Regions from separate parts of the Mus musculus genome. Here region 2 is linked to region 1. A link is a contact called in public targeted proximity ligation data. All regions are on one chromosome and are shown on one strand. The core of a region is the stretch at or near the end of the contact, and the rest is flanking DNA. Distances in the headings are between cores, read along the strand shown. Region 1 holds the start of Ms4a4b (membrane-spanning 4-domains, subfamily A, member 4B). Region 2 holds the start of BE692007 (a long non-coding RNA gene).

Region 1 (2,806 bases), core at 273-2,772:
TAGTGCTTTGTGATTCTATTCTTCTTGGTTTTCTCTACACTGCTGACACTAGATAAGAGATCCTTCTTGGTTTGAGATCCAGCAACACACACAAGCAGCCACTGCAGTGCTGGCTTCCAGAGTACAGGTTCCCAGAGCATCTGAAGATCCAGAGAACAGGGTCTGCCATCTAGAACCAATCAAGATATTCTCACCTGGAATTTAGACTGTTCCTCCTTCAGACCACACACATAGCATGAGGCTATGGAGGATGTCAGAGGCCCCGGTGTTGGGGGGAAGAGTGTTGTTATAACTCTGACATTGGTTAAAACATGAAACACCAGTATGCCTATCAGAGCTCATACAGGCCCATGGAGAGGTAGATGCAATTATAATTTAGGTTCTTGTGCTATCATGGCATACAGTCAATTTGAGTCCCAGTCGTTGAAACATCATCCAGCAATGACCCTGAATCTTGATATCATTTGATGGGAAGCATGGAATTGTTCAGACATTTTCCCAATATCTATATGTGCATATATGTATATATACACATATATATCTATATCTATCTATCTATCTATCTATCTATCTATCTATCTATCTATCTCTATCTCTATCTCTATCTCTATCTCTATCTCTATATGTATGTATGTATGTATATATATGCATGTATGTATGTATGCACATATGAATGTATAATGTATGTATAAATGTAAGTATATACGTATGTATGTATGCACATATGAATGTATATATAAATGTATGTATAAATGTATGTAAGTATATATGTATGTTTGTATTATGCAATATGTGAAGTTGTTGGAGCTAGTTGAAACTTGCTTCATCTACCAAGTGCCCTAAGCACTCACTTTCACCTTCCCTCAAAGGGCCATTTTCCCCTCAACGCTGCTTATGAGATCCTGTGGAAATGCTCAGTGTGTCACACACCCATGCGTGTTCCCCATGGGAGTTTATCCTCGGAGCCTGTGCCCCTGTGATTTATAATTATTCTCATGTTATTTGTGCTTCTGTTAGATCTGGAGAAGCTTTCAACGATCAGGTATGACATTTGTTTTACAATCTTAGGAATGCCAATAGTTTAGAAAAAATAGACAATTCTTATGTTTCTACGTACAAGGCTTTTAAAAAAAATGGTGTTTGGATTTCAATATCTCACACTCCATTGTCATTCCCTACAATCACTAAGGACAGGCTATTGTAGAGCGAACATGTCAAACTTTAAACACTCAAATATTTAAGTTACAAAATAAAGATTGCAAATATTCATCTCCTTATCATATTTTAAACCATGCTTTATATATTATTTTAATCATAAAATATTACAGAATAAAACATAAATCTTTTCTTTAAAAAAAAACCTTGTTTTAAGTAAAATTTACTCCTCAACTTCTAATAAAATAATAAAGATGTACTAACCAGACAATGGAAAGGATCAGATGTCAGCTGATTTATTCCAGGAGAAGCTTTGCTTGTGTGTTCTCACAGGACTCTGATTCACCTTTGTAGATAGCAGACTGTTTGATTGTGTCAGGACTTCCCCCCACTGACTAAGAGGCAGAAACCTTTGCCTCTGACATTTCCTCCCCACCCATCTCAGCCATCATATATGGGTGGATGTGTACTCTGAAAATTCAAGGTAGAAATTTTTGTTTTTTTATATAGAATTTAGACTTCTGATTCTTTTTAAAAAATTTCATAAGATTACTTTTTAATATAAGTAACAAAATAGTTGATTCTTTCCTTTAAGTGCACATTGCAACCTGCTAGTAAGAAAAACTGGCTGAGAAAATTATCGTGTCTATGTATACTCTGTTAATCTATAAGAAGTTACTTAAATACAAATGAATATGGGCTCTAGGGCATAATTTGTTTTTCACCCCTAATATGTAGAACATTTGATCAAGTGAGAGTATTAGGAAAATGGTTTTTTTCTACACATATTCACTGTAATTGTTTACTGTATGAAAAAAGGAATGTAACCATATTGTAATTTTTATAGGGCTTGAAAGATTTTACTGGGCTATATAAGATGTAGGAAAAAAATAAACTTGTTGGAGCTTTGCTACATGCAACAAATGTGTATATGTGTATATGTATGTCTATATGTATATATGTGTATATGTGAAATTTGTTGTAGCTTTGCTCGATCCAACAAATGTATATGTGCATGTATGTATGTATGTATGTATGTATGTATGTAATGGGTGAAGTTGTTGGAGCTTGTTGAGGCTTGCTTCATCCACCAAGTGTGTGTGTGTGTGTTTGATTCTTTCCCACCTTTTTCTTGCTGGCTCCAGAAAGTTTCACTGGACCCAGAGTCTTTCTTCCAGCCCCAGGGAGTCCTCCACCAGCCCCAGAGAATCAAGCTGTGTTCCCTCCAATAAAAATCTGCTGAATGACCAATTGCCTACTCTATGACCCACTCCAGTTTACCGTAGATGCCAAAGCTGCTCTTTGCCAAAACAAAAGAGCACTCCCACCCCCCTCTATGAAACCAGTGTCACTCTAATCCCAAAACCAGGTAAAGAAATACACACACACACATGCGCGCGCGCGTGCGCACACACATGAAAACTACATGTCATTTTCCTGATGAACATAGATCTAAAAATACTCAATAGAATACTGACAAAAAGAATACAAACATACATAATAAAGATTATCTACCATGACAACATTGGCTATATCCATGAAACATGGAATGGCTCAATATTCACAAGTTGGTTAATATAGTAAATCGTGTAAATGAACTTAAGAAAATTACACGATCATATCAAGAGATGTGAAAAGGCCCTTTGAGAAA
Region 2 (3,023 bases), core at 66-2,565, 39 kb before region 1:
TTAGAGATATTTTAGAGTCTTTTATAAAGATGATTAGTATTACATTAATTTTAGTACCTAAGTGGAAGTCATATAGTTCTGAAAGGAACTCCCAGATAGTGAGTATATAGTTCATAGCTACATAGATATACAGGCATTCAATAATGTCTAAGCTTTTAAGTACATAAGTCAGAACACAAACATGAACAATATCACATCAGAATGATATTTAATATTACAGAAAAAGCATAGAACAAAACTTGAAGAAATATGTTTACATTTTTATTTACATAAAAAATTAATAGCTGGGCTTAAATATGACAATATTTATAAATGAGAATAGTTGAACCCAACACTAACATGAAATTAGTAAAAGTGCTAAAAAATTACTAGCTAAAAATATATAGACTGTGATGGTCAAAGCCTACTTATACCACAGGAGTGCTCCAATGCCAGAATGAAGTTGGCTAAGAGGAGGCAGAAAAGAGATTGTATATTGCAAGTCTTTTGCCCAGGCTGTGACCGACACTGAAAAAAGACATGCCAACAGAATAGATAGGTGTAAAATGCACTAGAAGTGAATTTTCCATAGCTCTAATCATGTAATGTTTCTGTATCAGGACACTAAATTCATGGAATAAGATTGGAGTGTCCTATCCTTCTTTCTTTTTAACATTCATTTGCAAATGATTGGTATAGTTTTCTTTAAATACTGAAATGAGTTGACTGTTGAAGCACCCTGAGCCTGAGGTTCACTTGCTGGCGAGGTTTTTGACTATTGCTTCCATTCCTTCACTTGTTATATAACCATTCATATTTTAGATTCTTTTATGGTAATTATTCTTGGGTAGCTTTCCCCAATTTATATCTTTCTACTGTTTGTTTTCATTTCTTTTAATTGTATAAACTGGTTCTCTATTTGACTTTAAGTGCTTATAGTCCCTGTAGAGTTGATACGGATGTCTTCTTGTTTCATAAAAGGTTCGGAAATTTTGATGACAACAGTGATGGCTGAGGTAGAATGTGGATGTAGTAATGAAAACATCAACTGAGAGTTCTAGATGGTAGGCCTTCCTTCCCTGAAGGAGGAGTAGTTACATGATCAGTAGTAGGTAAGGACTGGGGACATGTCTCAAGGAAAGACTCTCCTCTTATACAATTGCCTTTAGGCAAAAGGAGGAGGAGGAAGAGGAAGAGGAGGAGGAGGAGGACAAATATATTTTATTTGGGGCTCAAATAGACCTTCATAGCTTATAGAATATGATCCTAAATGTATTGTCATTCCCCACATTCCATATTTTACTATTAATTTCATTTTAAACATATTTTATGTTTTATGGGTATTTTACAAGGATGTATGTCTGTGTGTGTTCTATATGTGTGTCTACTGCTCACCGAGTCCAAAAAAGGATGTCAGATCACCTGGAACTGGAGTTTTAGATGTTTGTGAGCTGCCACGCAGATGCTGGTAATAAAACTCATGTCCTTACAGGACCAAAACCAGTAAGTGCTCTTAACTGATGAGACATCTCTCTAGCCTCTTATAAGAAGTGAAGAAATGCCTCTTATTTGTTTGTGGCAATCCTAGAAATAAATGTTATCTGGTACCTCCAAAATGCATTGCTAAACTTTGAGTGTTTATTCAGATCCAGTTTAATACACACACACACACACACACACACATACACACACACACACTGACAGAGATATATTCCTATTTGTCTTTCCCATGCTTTTATTGGTTGATAGAGAACAAAAGAATATCAAACAAATGTGTTTACATATCACAGGGGACTTGATCTGTGCATAAAAACAAAATAACAACAAAAGCCCTTACATATAGAACATACAATCAAAAAAGACTTTATTTTGAACCAACAGCATGAATACTCTTGAGACTTCATTGCATGCCACTAGTTTCTATGCACTAGTCAATAAAATTGATATGAGAGAAGACCCACGTCATAGCAGAGATTCTGAATACAAAGACTGCTAATGGTTAACTGTTGCTGTTAATTGCAGGGGGCAAGAAAATGTTGTCCCTTTGCTCCACTACAATGGCCTGAAACATTCTGTTTGGTTTTCTTTCTTTCTTTTTTTTTATTACGTATTTTCTTCAATTACATTTCCAATGCTATCCCAAAAGTCCCCCCCCCCCCACTCTCCTACCCACCCACTCCCATTTTTTGGCCCTGGTGTTCCCCTGTACTGGGGCATATAAAGTTTGCCTGACCAATGGGCCTCTCTTTCCAGTGATGGCCGACTAGGTCATCTTTTGATACATATGCAGCTAGAGTCAAGAGCTCTGGGGTACTGGTTAGTTCATAATGTCTGTTTGGTTTTCTAAGAAAGGCCACCATTTGTAGGTCTGGGCTTTGGCTGAAGCCAAGGTCATGAAAATCAGTAGGGTGCCAGTAATACACACATTCAACTTATACTGGTGCCCACTGTATGAACAGTCTACATTTTAAGTAGCAAGCATTGCTACCCTGTGATGGTTGGATTTTCTGCATTATCATGAAGACATATCCTCTGCTGTATAGTTCCCACTTGTTTCGGGTATTTTGTTTTTTTGTTTTTTTTGTTTTGTTTTGTCTTGTTTTGTTTTTCTTAAAAAAAACCAATCGTTCCTCATATGCACAGTTACAAAGTGCCTTTGATTCCACATTGGCTTCATTATTGGAGTTATAAGACAGAAAAAATCACATTCTAGAACAAAGAAAATATGTGGTTTCAGGTTATAAATGAATATTATATGTATATGTTTATACGTACATATGTGTATGTATGGAGGAACATAGATACGTAGATACAAATGATACAACTTCATTCAGTGTTGTAGATGTTCCATGATGAGAATAGCACACCTTATGTGATGCACATATTTGATGTATATCATCTCCTCTTTGTTCTGCACTCTAATTAAGGATCTGGTCAGAGCAAAGCTTTTTTGTTCAGTTAGTGAAGCCATACACCTTGAGCTGGCTGAGAAGGGTTGCATGTAGTTATCAAACAGTATTTCCTTAGTGTCTTTAATTCAGGGA

Evidence for each region.
Region 2: a targeted proximity ligation map of CD8 T cells shows a contact between it and region 1, with 24 read pairs. A contact is called at or near these places in 21 of 39 promoter capture datasets (the 3T3-L1 cell line, 3T3-L1-derived adipocytes, the C10 cell line and 14 more), 16 of 484 Hi-C or Micro-C datasets (CD4 T cells, CD8 T cells, the STO cell line and 8 more), 12 of 130 datasets of targeted methods (CD8 T cells, the SCID.adh cell line, astrocytes and 5 more) and 2 of 9 other capture datasets (adipose tissue and liver).

What each region holds. Positions count from the first base shown.
Region 1 is chr19:11,442,274-11,445,079 of GRCm38.p6, reverse strand. Ms4a4b (membrane-spanning 4-domains, subfamily A, member 4B) reads right to left here and starts at 1,522. Exons shown (of 7, transcript NM_021718.2): 1 at 1,420-1,522.
Region 2 is chr19:11,480,871-11,483,893 of GRCm38.p6, reverse strand. BE692007 (a long non-coding RNA gene) reads left to right here and starts at 1,315. Exons shown (of 2, transcript XR_003952860.1): 1 at 1,315-3,023. Ms4a6c (membrane-spanning 4-domains, subfamily A, member 6C) reads right to left here. Exons shown (of 7, transcript NM_028595.4): 7 at 1,697-2,688. The coding sequence ends at 2,682.